2 separate regions of the Sus scrofa genome follow, and region 1 is linked to region 2. Evidence: chromatin contacts called from public HiChIP or PLAC-seq data. All regions are on one chromosome and are shown on one strand. The core of a region is the stretch at or near the end of the contact, and the rest is flanking DNA. Distances in the headings are between cores, read along the strand shown. Region 1 overlaps TTC7A (tetratricopeptide repeat protein 7A). Region 2 overlaps STPG4.

The links. HiChIP or PLAC-seq counts read pairs in DNA pulled down with a chosen protein or histone mark.
Region 1: an H3K27ac HiChIP or PLAC-seq map of skeletal muscle shows a contact between it and region 2. The contact joins two enhancer-like sites. A contact is called at or near these places in 2 of 2 datasets of contacts at active chromatin or transcription factors (alveolar macrophages and skeletal muscle).

Annotation. Positions count from the first base shown.
Region 1 is chr3:93,527,573-93,533,860 of Sscrofa11.1, forward strand. The region is part of intron 8 of TTC7A (tetratricopeptide repeat protein 7A); the gene reads right to left. Among named protein-coding and RNA genes, the nearest start is that of TTC7A, 61 kb to the right of the region's middle. Within about 2 kb of position 1,764, at least 6 of the 83 cell types and tissues checked have an H3K27ac peak or open chromatin away from gene starts, as enhancers often do. A contact at or near this core is called in skeletal muscle, where this site is marked.
Region 2 is chr3:93,391,308-93,398,365 of Sscrofa11.1, forward strand. STPG4 reads left to right here. Exons shown (of 7, transcript XM_003481221.4): 2 at 1,187-1,246; 3 at 2,921-3,178. Among named protein-coding and RNA genes, the nearest start is that of STPG4, 8.3 kb to the left of the region's middle. Within about 2 kb of position 5,419, at least 1 of the 83 cell types and tissues checked has an H3K27ac peak or open chromatin away from gene starts, as enhancers often do. A contact at or near this core is called in skeletal muscle, where this site is marked.

The sequences.
Region 1 (6,288 bases), core at 514-3,013, 130 kb after region 2:
CCTTCAGTCTCTCTGGGGGCTTCAAGCCCCTGCCCAGGGCGCCCTGGCTGTGCCCCTCCCTCCTCTGCTGGGCTCACCCCGCTTAGGCTGCTTAATACCTCTAGCCCCATCAGCAGCCTGCCTTGAACCAGTCTCAGCCACACTCTTTCTCTTCCACCACTGCAGTGTCTTCACAAGGAAATCTTCCAGATCAAGTGCAGTGACAGACATAAATTACACAGACACTACATGTTCTTAACACCAGACTCCTGACTCGCCTTGGAAGGAGGGCAGGTTGTCGTCCTACACTTTCCCCTGCAAAACCCCCCACTCCTACCACTGGGGGTGCACTTAATCCCAAGCAGGGCTCAGCAGCTGTCCCTGTCCCTAGTCTTGGGCTCTCTGCTGTCCTCCCAGGGGCAGCCTCCCCATACTGAGGGACATTTGCCCCAGGCCTCTGGCCAGCCAGGAAAGGAAAAGCCAAAGAAAAGCCAAACATGCTCCACCTCATCCCCCCACGATTCAGCATGACCCATTGTCTTTGGGCCTCTCCATCCATGAAGCAAACATGGGGCCTCGAGAAAACACCCACAAGGAACACCTCCATTCCCTAAAGCCGGCCAGCCCATGTGAAACTCCTCAGGCAGGGTGGTTCTGGCTCAAATAGCCATTCCTTATGCGTGTGCCATGCGTTTTAGGAGCTGAGTTACCACGGCCGGCATCTCGTCTGGCCTCACAGTAACCCCACAGAGGGGCGGGATGAAATCACGGATGCCCCTTTTGCAGATGGGGAAACCGAGCCCCAGGGGATGAACACACTTGTGCAAGGTCCCCAGGAATTAAGACTGAACCCTCCGGCGGCCAGTCCAGGGCAGCTTCCGCTGCCCTGAGTACCTGCAGCCTCCTGGGCCTCCTCTGCCAGCCCCATTTCTGACAACGCTGGCTGCAGGGCCCTGGACGGCACTGACCTTCACTTTGCCCAGCCTCGTCTCTCCTCTCTGATCCTGCAAACAAACAGGGTAGGAGGAGGGAACCAACTTGCGGAGCACTTTCTAAGTGGTATCTCATAATACAACGACCAGCTCCTGTTCTATTGTCCGATTTTATAGATGAGAAAACCGAGGCCCAGACAGACCAGGGAGGCTCCCTGAGGCATACAAACAGGGGGTTCAGGACCCTGACTAGAACACAGACATTCTGACTTCACTCTGGCTCTTCCCTTGCCTCTAAGTGCCTCCGTTCATGCCACCAGAGGCCTGGGATGGCTCTGCCTAGGGAAGCACCAAAGCAAAACATAAGGCTGGGCTTTCTCATTCAGGCACCAGATGCTGCTTCTCTGCGGAGAACAAGCCCCTTGGACATGTGTCCAGGGCTCTGCTCAGCCCTGTCCTTGGAGACTGCCTCTGATCTGGTCAAGAACCAGCCTCAGGGTCTGCCACTCACCCCCCAACAACCATCACCCCAGGAAGAAGCCTCCTGGCGGCATCTGGCATGGGGCTTGCCCCTCCCTGGAGGATGCTGTCAGAGCCTGCCCGTGCTGTCACTTGTCCCCCACCAGCAGACATAATTATCACCAGATCTCCAGCTGCCAGTCTACAGAGCCAAGAAATAACATGCTGTGATGTGTCCCACCCTCCCAGGGTCCCTGGCCAGCCCCATGCCAGGCCCTGCTCCCCTGTGCCTTGGGCTCCTGAAGCAGAAATCATCCCACCAGTGAGGGCACAAGGCTCTCCCACCTCTACTGTCCCCAGTGACCTGAGCTGGCAGCGCTAACTGACCCTTTTCCTTTGCAGCACAGCAGGGCCTCATGTTAGAGCAAACCGGGTGCCAGAAGCTAGAACAACCTGTGCTCATCCGCCAAGTCCCAAATGGAATCAAGCCCAGGAAGCTTTTTTTTTTTTTTTTTTTTTTTTTAAATCAAATGGCATCCTCAAACCAATTTTCCTCCCAACCAGACCTGAACCCAAATGTTTTCTAAAATGACTGAGTCATGGAGTTCCTGTCGTGGCGCAGCGGAAACAAATCCGACTAGGAATGAGGTTTGGTCCCTGGCCTCATTCAGTGGGCTAAGGATCTGGCGTTGCCATGAGCTATGGTGTAGGTCGCAGACGCGGCTTGGATCTGGTGTTGCTGTGGTTGTGGTGTAGGCCGGCAGCTGTAGCTCCAATTAGACCCCTGGCCTGGGAACCTCCATGTGCCGCAGATGCAATCCTAAAAAGACAAAAGACAAATAAAATGACTGAGTCAGAACCAAGTATTTAACAGGATGAAATGAATACGCACTGAACATCCACAATGTACCAGGCATTTTCACATTCATTTCCTTATGCCAGCCACCCCATCACTGCAAGAGAGACCTGATTCAGGAGAGACCCTATTTGCTCCATTTTACCGATGAGAAAGCTGAGGATCAGGGAGGTAAGGAACGTGCCCAGGCTAGACAGGTTGTGAATGGCCAAGTCAAGATTCAAATCACTGGATGCCTGCCCTTGGCCTTGGAGGTCAGTCTGTTAATCTGCAGGATGCCAAGGCCCAGAGGCTCACCACCCACCCAGCCTCACTCGAGCTGAGCCTTGGTGTCCTTTCAGTTGCCAAGCACCAGCACTAACTTCTCCTCTGGCTAATGAAACAAGGCCCCAAGGATTCAGTTTGTTGTAGCACCTATTTTTTATGCCTTAGATCAAGATTTCAGATAGGAGTTCCCCAGTGGTCTAGTGGTTATGATCAGGTGCTTTCACCACTGTGGCCCAGGTTCAATCCCTGGTCTGGGACCTAAGACCCCACATCAAGCCCAGCACACTATGGTCATAAAATGAAGAATAAAAATAAATTTAAAAAATAAGGAGTTCCTGTCATGGCTCAGTGCAAACGAATCTGATTAGCATTCATGAGGACACAGGTTTGATCCCTGGCCTCTCTAAGGGGGTTAATGATCCAGTGTTGCTGTGAGCTGTGATGTAGGTCACAGATGTGGCTCAGATCCGGCGTTGCTGTGGCTGTGGCACAGGCCAGCAGCTGCAACCCTGATTTGACTCCTAGCCTGGGACTTGGATATGCTGCAGGTGCGGCCCTAAAAGACAAAAAAAAAAAAAAAAAAGAAAAGAAAAATTAGAAATGGCAGAATCCTGTACCTCCTGGCTACCCAACTGAGAAAATCAGGCTGATTTTGATACACGGTTCTTTTGAAAATGAAACTACGCATGTGGGTTTCATCAGGTTGAAATATTTCCTTCTGAGTTGGGGACCAAGAGTTCCTCCATGTCCCTAGACACACACACACTCCACTAGGTGGGGGGACATCTGGGACAAGGGCTATGATTTAGCTGTTTGTCATCGTATCTCCAGCGCCGAGCGGCTGGCAGACTGTCGCTGCTCAGACTAAACTGGATAGATGGGGAGATGTGTAGGTGGGTAGGCGGGTGGGCATTTTTACATGTCCTTTTGGTCCCCCAAACTCACAACTGGGTCCAAAAGACAAGTATCCTTTGGCCAGCAGTAACGCACGGCCTTTGCATTTCGGTGAAAGCATTTGCAGGGGCTTCTCTTTACCTCTTGAAAGACAAGGACTTCCCTGTTCATTCCAATCACACTGAGCACAAAACAAACGCTCTACCTACGTTAGGACCAGGTCCACACCCAGACCCCATGCACTTCTTCCCTTGAGTTCTACACCATAAAACAGGGGCTGACGCGCTCAGGAAACCCACAGACACCCTCTCCTGCAGCAGCTGCTCTGGAGACCCCAGAGGTGGAGAGCTGCGATGATTATGCCTCCTGCGCGGGTAGGGCTGGAACAGCTTTTCCTGCGGGATAATGAATTCTGCAAGGATTACGAGAACCCAAAGAGCAGCCAAGGCAGCCGCCTGCGTCTAGCCGCTTCTCCCTATCAGCTGCAGCCACATCCAACAGCATAAAAGGGAGATGAAGAAAACCCTGCTGGTACCCGGAGGCCAGGTGGAGCCTTGGGGGTCAGCTGAGGGGTCAGAGCCGGGGCCCAGGACGTTGGCAGGGGCGCCCACAGCTGATGGAGAATGTGACCTGCCAGGAAGGAGGGGGTAAAACCAGGGTAAATGACAAGTCAGAGGCAGTTTGGTCATTCTGATAAACTGCTCGGAGCCCCAGTGGCCAGATTTGGATCCCGGGCGGAAAGCCCTCAGCGGATGAGACATCAAGGCTATGCCCATTGCCAATATCCTCTCTCAAATACCTTAAGCTTCTGGATGCCTGACAGGCTGGGTGCAAGCAGGAAACCAACCAACCAGCTCCGGAAGAGAGCCTTCCACCACCAGCTACGGCATATGCAGCATCTGAGCGCTTCCTCTGCCTTGAGAGCCACATGGAATTCCCATGACACCCCCCTGGCCAGCAGGCCTAGACCCCCCACCCCACCCGCCGCAACATCGCCTGTGCAGGCCGGGTGGCCAGACACCTGCTGCTTGGAGGAGAACCACATATTTGGGAAAATTCACCTCGGCTCCAAGTGTGGGCCACCTTTGAGATACAGGGCACCTTGAGGGTTTGAGGGGGGCATGACTTTAATAGAAAAGCACGTGAACTCTGCTTCTGGGCACCCAGATCAAACAGCAGCCACAGAAAATGCTTGCGGGAGTTTCCACTGTGGCTCAGTAGTAACGAACCCAGCTAGCATCTGTGAGGATGCGGGTTCAATCCCTGGCCTCACTCAGATTGCTGTGAGCTACGGTGTAAGTCACAGACAAGGCTCAGATCCCACGTGGCTATGGCTGTGGTGTAGACCGGCGGCTGCAGCTCTGATTGGACCCCTAGCCTGGGAAGCTCCATATGCCACACATGTGGCCCTAAGAAGAAAAAGAAAAAAGAAAATGCTTGCGGGGACAGAGCCCATCCTCACATGGACAGCCATATCCTTGTTTACAGAGAACCCCCCCAACCCCTAAAACCCTTCCTCACTTGATCCTCGAAGTTACCCAGATCTGATCCGAACATTGCCTTCCTCTTCATCTTGGCCAGATCTGATCTTGGCCCTTCTACAGATGAGAAAACTAAGAATCAAAGCAGTCAGTGAATCACAGATGTGATCTGAACCGCGGCTTCGAGGAGTATTAGCATGTGACCTTGACCAAGGCATGTGCCTGTCCTGCCCCTTACTTTCCTCATCTGTAAGGTGGGGATATATTAGTATGAGACCGAAGCAAGTGAAACTATTCTTTTTCATATAGCTCAGCCTGATGCCTAACTCTATGAGATAATCAGCGTGGCAAAGAAAGGACCTAAGAACTATTTCCATCTTCCCCGTTTTACTTCAAACCTGCGCACTACACTGTAACCCTCAGCACAGGAAGGTGACAATAACGATCTGTGTTTCCCAGGATAGGCGGCTTCGGCACAGTCTGACCTGATGGCTGAGGTGTGTGTAGGCGACAGGTTGGGTAGGTCTGGGTCTATCGCTGAGGTGCCATAATTTAAAACTGGGGTCAGGGAGTTCCCATCATGGCTCAGTGGTTAACGAACTGACTAGGAACCATGAGGTTGCAGGTTCGATCCCTGGCCTTGCTCAGTGGGTTAAGGATCTGGCGTTGCCAAGAGCTGTGGTGTAGGTCACAGAGGCGGCTTGGATTCCGTGTTGCTGTGGCTGTGGCGTAGGCCAGGGGCTACAGCTCTGATTAGACCCCTAGCCTGGGAACCTCCATATACTGCAAGAGCGGCCCAAGAAATGGCAAAAAGACAAATAATAATAATAATAATAAAACCGGGGTCAGACTGTAAAACCCACAGTTCTTCCATGAAAGTCAGATCAGGCATTTGGTAGCTTTATCTCCACATCAGCCTAACCAGCTAGATGTCCCCAGCCAGGAGCAGCCACCTACCCCCACATAAGCAGGTACTCTGCAAACCTTTCAGGACCACAATGCCAGGTTGCCCTTGGGAAACAAATACCCACGCCCTTCACGAATGGACCCCACCTGGCTGGGAAAGGAAACATTCTCCTGCCCCCCACCAGGCCAGCGCCCCTCTTCCTGCCTATTCGCTGCACCAGAAGCAACCTACTGACCAAAGTTGTCTAAACAAACCCTGGCATCACACAGTCCCAGGTGTCCAAAGGGACATTTTCTGGCTGTTCCAAGACTTTTTTTTTTTTTTTTTTTTGGTCCTTTTAGGGCCACACCCACAGCTTATGGAAGTTCCCAGGCTAGGGGTTGAATCAGAGCTATAGCCACTGACCTACACCACAGCCACAGCAACACCAGATCTGGGCTGCGTCTGCGACCTGTGCCACAGCTCACGGCAACACTGGATCCTTAACCCATGGAGCAAGACCAGGATACGAAC
Region 2 (7,058 bases), core at 4,169-6,668:
ATTTTCATGCCAGCACTGGTGCCTTTTTTGTACTCCTATGAGAAAGCTTAGGTTCCTGAGAGTTAACTTGCCTAGTGCTCCTAGCCAGTGGCCGACCTGGAGTTCAAGCTCAAGTCTGTCTGGTTCCTCTGTCATTCTACCTCTTCAGGTCACAGCTGGCTTATAGGATACATATTTGATAGCAAAAGTAAATCCAGGAAATGGCAGTTTCCAATATTTGCCATATCTCCAGGAATTTGCATCCCTATATCACATACATTAATTTTATTACTATACATTTTTACCTTGAGCCCCCTGAGCTGTAAGTCTTTTTTTTTTTTTTTTTTTTTTTTTTTTGCTTTTTAGGGCTGCACCCATGGCATATGGAGGTTCCCAGTCTAGGGGTCCAATCAGAGCAGTAGCTGCCTGCCTACACCACAGCCACAGCAACACAAGGTCCGAGCTGTGTCTGCGACCTATAGCACAGCTCACAGCAACGCTAGATCCCCGACTCACTGAGCGAGGCCAGGGATCGAACCCACATCCTCATGGATACTGGTTGCATTCATTTGTACTGTGCCACAACGGGAACTCCTCGTAAGTCTTAATAACAACTGTACTAATACAATTTTGGATTTACACAACTCTTTTCTCCCTAAGAGCACCGAATTTTATCACCTCTAATTATCATTATGACATCTAAGATAGGGATGTTTATTATTCTATTACCCAAAGGAAATTTAGATATTTAAAAAGTACTTAAGATCATAAAATATCAATTTCTTGGAGTATTACAGGCAAAATTTATCATTATGTAGCTTTTATCTTAATTCAGGCTGACCAGTTTGGTGCAGGTATTAGTTTCTTCAAGAAATGTTTTATAGGAGTTCCCATCATGGCACAGTGGAAATGAATCTGATTAGGAACCATGAGGTTACAGTTTGATCTCTTGCTCAGTGGGTCATAGATCCAGTGTTGCTGTGAGCTGTGGTGTAGGTTGCAGATGCGGCTCGGATCCCGAGTTGCTGTGGCTGTGGCGTAGGCCAGCAGCCACAGCTCTGATTGGACCCCTAGCCTGGGAACCTCCATTTGCCATGGGTGCAACCCTAAAAGCCAAAAAAGTTTAAAAAAAAATGTTTTATAAGTGATATTTAACTTCCAGGGATCACTTCTCAAATGAATAAGCACATTTTATGTTTATTAATAGAAACCAACCCAGAAGACATCATCTTTGGAAAGAGAAGGATGGTGGAGAATAGCATTAACAGTACGTATATTTTCAGCCTTTTCTTTTCAAATTATTCTTACTCCTATTAGTGTTTTAATCAGTCTTACTATTACTTAATTGTCAGAAAACAATGGTTATTCAAATCTATGTGAGCCTCATTTCATACTTATAGTTTTGGTATCTACATGTGACTGAGAAATTAAATTTGGAGTGCAATAAAATCTTGGAAGTAAAACAACTCTAGGAAAAAAAAAACTCTAGGGATCTAGGTATTTTACAGGATATCTTGATAAAGTCAATCTAGCTTATGATCTTGGTGAGATTACACAAGGAAGAAAAAGCATGCACTCTAGAAAGGAGTTTGGTTTCAGTTTTTATGTTAGATAAAAAGTAAGAGCCTGTGAAGTTCCCTTCATGGCCCAGCGGTTAACAAATCCAGCTAGGATCCATAAGGATGCGGGTTTGATCCCTGGCCTCATTCAGTGGGTTGGGGATCTGGTGTTGCCATGAGCTGTGGTGTAGGTCTCAGACTTGGCTCACACCCCAAGTTGCTGTGGCTGTGGTATAGGCCAGTGGCTGCAGCTCTGATTCAACCCCTAGTCTGGGAACCTCCACATGGCCCAAGTGGGGCCCTAAAAAGAAAAAAAGTAAGAGCCTGTGATAACTTTTATTAACGTGGTCAATATATGAAAACAAGGTGGTAAGATATGAAACAAAGGTGATCCAAAGATCCCCCTCTCGAGATATATCGTTTCTATGTGGTAGAAATATTTTCTATTCGTACCTTTCTGCAGCAGAGGGGCCCAGGGACCAAAGCCATCTTGGAATTGAATCAGTTTCAATGGTGGACCTGAGCTGAGAGCTCAGTAGAAAGATGGCCCCAAAAACAATGGTAACCGAACTGTCAGGTCTGGCCATTCAGCCATCCTGTGGTTGTGATTTGAAAGTACCAAACCTCTTACAGGACTGATGAGACCCTGTGTTCTACCAGTTCATCCTCGGTCTCATGATACTATCCTTTCTTTAGGGCTAGAAAGAAACATGTGGTATCGACTCAGCAGAAGTAGGATAACTTCTATTTAGTCATGAAACTTAGCCTGAGGAGTTCCATGAAAGACCTGACATTTATAGTCAAACTGAATCTCAAGTTTAAGTATCTCTGAAACTACATTTTGAAAATTTTTAAAATTTAAAACTTTATGGCCATAACCCATTTGTTATAACTTAGCAGTTGTCTCAAAAAGGAGGAAATCATCATGCTTGCCTTGAAATATTGTTCTGTTGGGAGCGTTTACTACATTCGATAAGAATTTTATTAAACTTTAGGAGTTCGTATCGTGGCGCGGTGGTTAAAGAATCCGACTAGGAACCATGAGGTTGCGGGTTTGATCCCTGGCCTTGCTCAGTGGGTCAAGGATCTGGTGTTGCCTTGAGCTGTGGTGTAGGTCGCAGACGCGGCTCGGATCCCTCATTGCTGTGGCTCTGGTGTAGGCTAGCGGCTACAGCTCCAATTCGACCCCTAGCCTGGGAACCTCCTCCATATGCCGTGGGAAGCTGCCCTAGGAAAGACAAAAAGAAAAAAAGAAAAAAATAAATAAATAAATAATTAAACTTTAAAAAAGGCCACTTAGAGGTGGCCTTTCCAAGAATGATGCTTTAGAAGATGTTACCAGTGTACACACTGACCTGAAAAATGATGTCACTCCTCCCCAGAACACTCCTAATCCTGGCACTTACCACTTGAAAACCTTTATTGAAGAATCTCTATTAAATCCAGTGATAGCAACCTACGGTTTTAAAAACGAAGGACGGGGAAAACCACCTCTCGTGCAAAGAAACGATCCAGTACCAAATGACCTTCCCCAGTACATGCCTCCTGACTTCTTGGACTTGTTAAAGAAGCAAATAGCCACTTACTCATTTAAAGACAAACCGCGATCAAGTCCCAGCACGCTGGTTTACAGAGATCAGGTAAAGCACTACTAGCTGTTGACTTGGTGTGGGAAAGCTCTCAAGAGGCCCCGAGGAAAGAATTCTCTCTCCTCAAAGTGTATCTTCCCCAGGAGAAATTGAACACCTGGAGGATGCCTTATTTCCTTCAGGCATCAAACAAAAGGCTGCCTCATTTGCAAATATGCCCAGCAAGATTTTTCCCTATGAGAACTCCTTAACTAAAGTGAGTACATGGGGAAATTTTTTTTCCTTCGCTGGGGTCTCTCGGCAGGGTTCCCCTGACGTGAGGAGCCCCTGGGGTCTTGTGTGTAATGGGGCCATACTCCTGGCATCTTTAAGCACTTTATCAGTGTGCCCTCTTCTTCTAAAGAGAAAGCCCTGCCTTTTGGTGAGCAGTCCCCTTATTAGAGCGTGAATATAACTTTGGACAGTAAGGAAGCTTTGGGAAGAATTTCTTATAGAAATGTGGTACCAGGAGGGTCAGATTGTCCTCTCAGCTCTACCAGACCATGCGTGATATTGAGAATGTAGAGCCTGCTGGGCTTATAGCCCTGCTAGGCTCTGTGGAGGGAAGATGTTCCTGACTGGGAAATAGTTCAGTAACAATACAAGAATAGATCAAGGGCTGAGATAAATAGTGTAGCAGGAAATGCCAGGGGAGAGTTCAGTGTCGGGTGGGATTCAAAAGCTGAGCTCCCTGGACTTTGGATACAAGATAACATTCCTGTGGCTTTTTTTTTTTTTTTTTTCTATTTAAAAAAAAATTTTATTGGAGGAGTTCCCATCATGGCTCAGTGGCTAACACATCTGATGAGCATCCATGAGGACATAGGTTCGATCCCTTGTCTTGCTCAGTGGGTTAAGGATCTGGTGTTGCTGTCAGCTGTGGTGTAGGTCACAGAAGCGGCTCGGATCTGGCGTTGCTGTGGCTGTGGTGTAGGCTGGCAGCTACAGCTCCGATTGGACCCCTAGCCTGGGAACTTCCATATGCCGTGGGTGCAGCCCTAAAAAACAAAAACAAAATTTTTTATTGGAGTATAGTTGTTTTATAATGTATTAGTTTCACGCGTACAGCAAAGTGAGTCAGTTATACATATATCCATTCCTTTTTCCCGTATAGGTTACTATAGAACATTGAGTAGACCTCCCTGTGCTATAAGTAGGTCCTTGTTGGTTGTCTGTTTTATACATAGTAGTGTGTATGTGTTAATCCCATCCTCCCAATTTATCCCCCACCCTCACTCCTTGTGGCTCTTTTTTTTTTTTTTTTTTTCCGTCTTTTTGCCTTTTCTAGGGCCACTTCCTGTGGCATACGGAGGTTCCCAGGCTAGGGGTGGAAACAGAGCTGTAGCTGCCGGCCTACACCAGAGCCACAGCAACGCGGGATCTGAGCCGCGTCTGCAACCTACACCACAGCTCACAGCAATGCTGGATCCTTAACCCACTGAGCAAGGCCAGGGATCGAACCTACAACCTCATGGTTCCTAGTCAGATTCGTTAACCACTGAGCCACTACGGGAACTCCTCCATGTGGCTCTTAATAGTTTACTGTGAGCTTCCACATATATTTTCTTAGTAGTTCTTCGCAGGCATTCTGAAACCAGCAAAACAGATGCTATCCCCCTTTTACAGATGAGAAAACTGAGGTGAATAGAGATGAAGCAGCAGGGTCATAGGCGCATAGCTAACAAATAGGTGACACAGGAGTTCCGACGTGGTGCAGCAGTTAACAAACCCGACTAGGATCCATGAGGATTCGGGTTCGATCCCTGGCCTCTCTCAGTGGGTTAAGGATCTGGCGTTGCGTGAGCTGTGGTGTAGGCCGGCAGCTGTAGCTCCGATTTGACCCCTAGCCTGGGACCCTCCATATGACGTGGATGCAACCCTAAAAAAGGCAAAAGAAATAAGTAATAAATAAATAAATAAATAAATAAATAAATAGGCGAGATAGTACTTTCAACTGAAGGCTTCTGAGCCCAAGGGCCAGTGTTGGGATTTGGACTTTGTTATTTGGGACTTTGGGCCTTAATAGCGTCCATTTACAAAGGAGCCAAAAATAGTACCAGGCTTTACAACCGTGTCAGCATAATATGGTGATACCCGGAGTAGATGCATTGCAACCGGAGGTTGAACTAAATGGAAAGGGGTTGTGGTTATTAGGATGGACTAGAAATCTTTCCAGCCGGATGAGCACATGTATCCCAAGCGTGAACCCTTCCTACGGCTTTGCAAATTATAGCTTTGACACCGGGCAGAATGATAAATGCTCATCGGGTTAATCTTATCCTGTTCGCCTCGGCAGATGAATACAAACACTAAATTATGCTTAGACGTTTACGGCTTAGTATCAGGTAGCTTGGCGACGTGCGAGATCGTTCTGGCCACCTCCAAGGCGAGAGCATTTTGCCTCAGCCTCCACCGCCTCCTGGTGCTTCTCTGCTGGCTTTTAGAGGTTTCTGAGGGTAACGCTGGGCCCAGTGTCGAAAGTAGAAAATCTACATGGTTGGTATTAGGCAAAATTTAAAGCTTTAAAAGACCAAAAGAATTTGGCTTACCCAAAGGGCTGGATAAAACCTTCTGAAAACGTAACTTTCCTGTTCCTTTCTCCTCTTTCTCCCCCTCTCCCACAAAGGCTTGAGCTCTGGAAACTGGGAGAGTTAAGTGATTTCCTACTTTTCTGTTTCAAAGATATATGACAATACAGTCATTAAGAGGAGGGCTATTCAGATGTAACACTGCTTACGCAGCACCAATGAAATTCAAACTTCAGTTTTTTAAATAGGATTCAGTAAAATAATAATTTGAATTTAAGGTGAATACAGTATACATCATTGTTATTTATTGAGGTAGAGCAACATTCTCAAGTGCCCTAAATTTCGTAGATTATTTATGTTATACCTCATTAGTGCTGTTCTTTATTTGTAAGAAAGCTCTATTTTGTTTTGTTTTGTTTGTTTTAATTGTTATTTCCCCAGTACAATTTTTTTTCCTGCTGTACAGCATGGTGACGCAGTTACACCTATGTGTATAGATTCTATTTTCTCATATTATCATGCTCCATCATGAGTGACTAGACATAGTTCCCAGTGGATCTCATTGCTAATCCATTCCAAAGGCAATAGTTTGCATCTCTTACTATTTTTAATACCTTGATTCTGAAGCATGTAACTCAACTGGAGAACCTGTATCAAAGAATCCTTTCGTGTGTGTGTGTGTGCGTGTGCAATCATCTGTATCTGGCTTTTTCCAAAGAGTATTTGATCATGGATCTGCAATTTTTACAATCTGTGTTTTCTTATTAGAGAAGTAATGTTTTTATTTTAGAACACACATACAAAAGTGGCACCATCTCTCTTCCTTATGTAGTTTTATGACCCACTTTTCCCCTGTGTTGCCGTCATCCACTAATCCCTGGGTTCTGGCACCTCATGTCTGGATGATTTTGGCTCCCTTTGCTCCTTGGCACTCTTTCCACTACTCCTGTCATAATTTCAGTACACAATAGACAATGATGATTTTCCAAATCTGGCTTCTCAATTTCTTGAACTCTCTCCTCCATCAGCCGCTCACGCCTTAGATTTTCTTCAACACCGATCATTTCACCCTCCATAATCTCAGCTGCATGCATCCCACTCTGATCACTCTCCCCTAATCTTCTGCCTCACTTCCTCTTGTCTCCCAGCCTCAACAGTTTTTCCGTTCTTCCCAATCTGTAAATCCATTGATCCCAAAAGCTGAGTTTTTCCTCTTGGTGGTTGTTGAACCAAAAGATAGAACCAAGCCAAAGAGCAGGAGAAGGGCAGGACTTACTAATTGCAGCAAGTAAGGAGAACACCCAAAGACACTGCTTTCCCAAAGCAGTGTCTCCCCAAGAGCAAAACTGGGGAAGTTTTAAGCT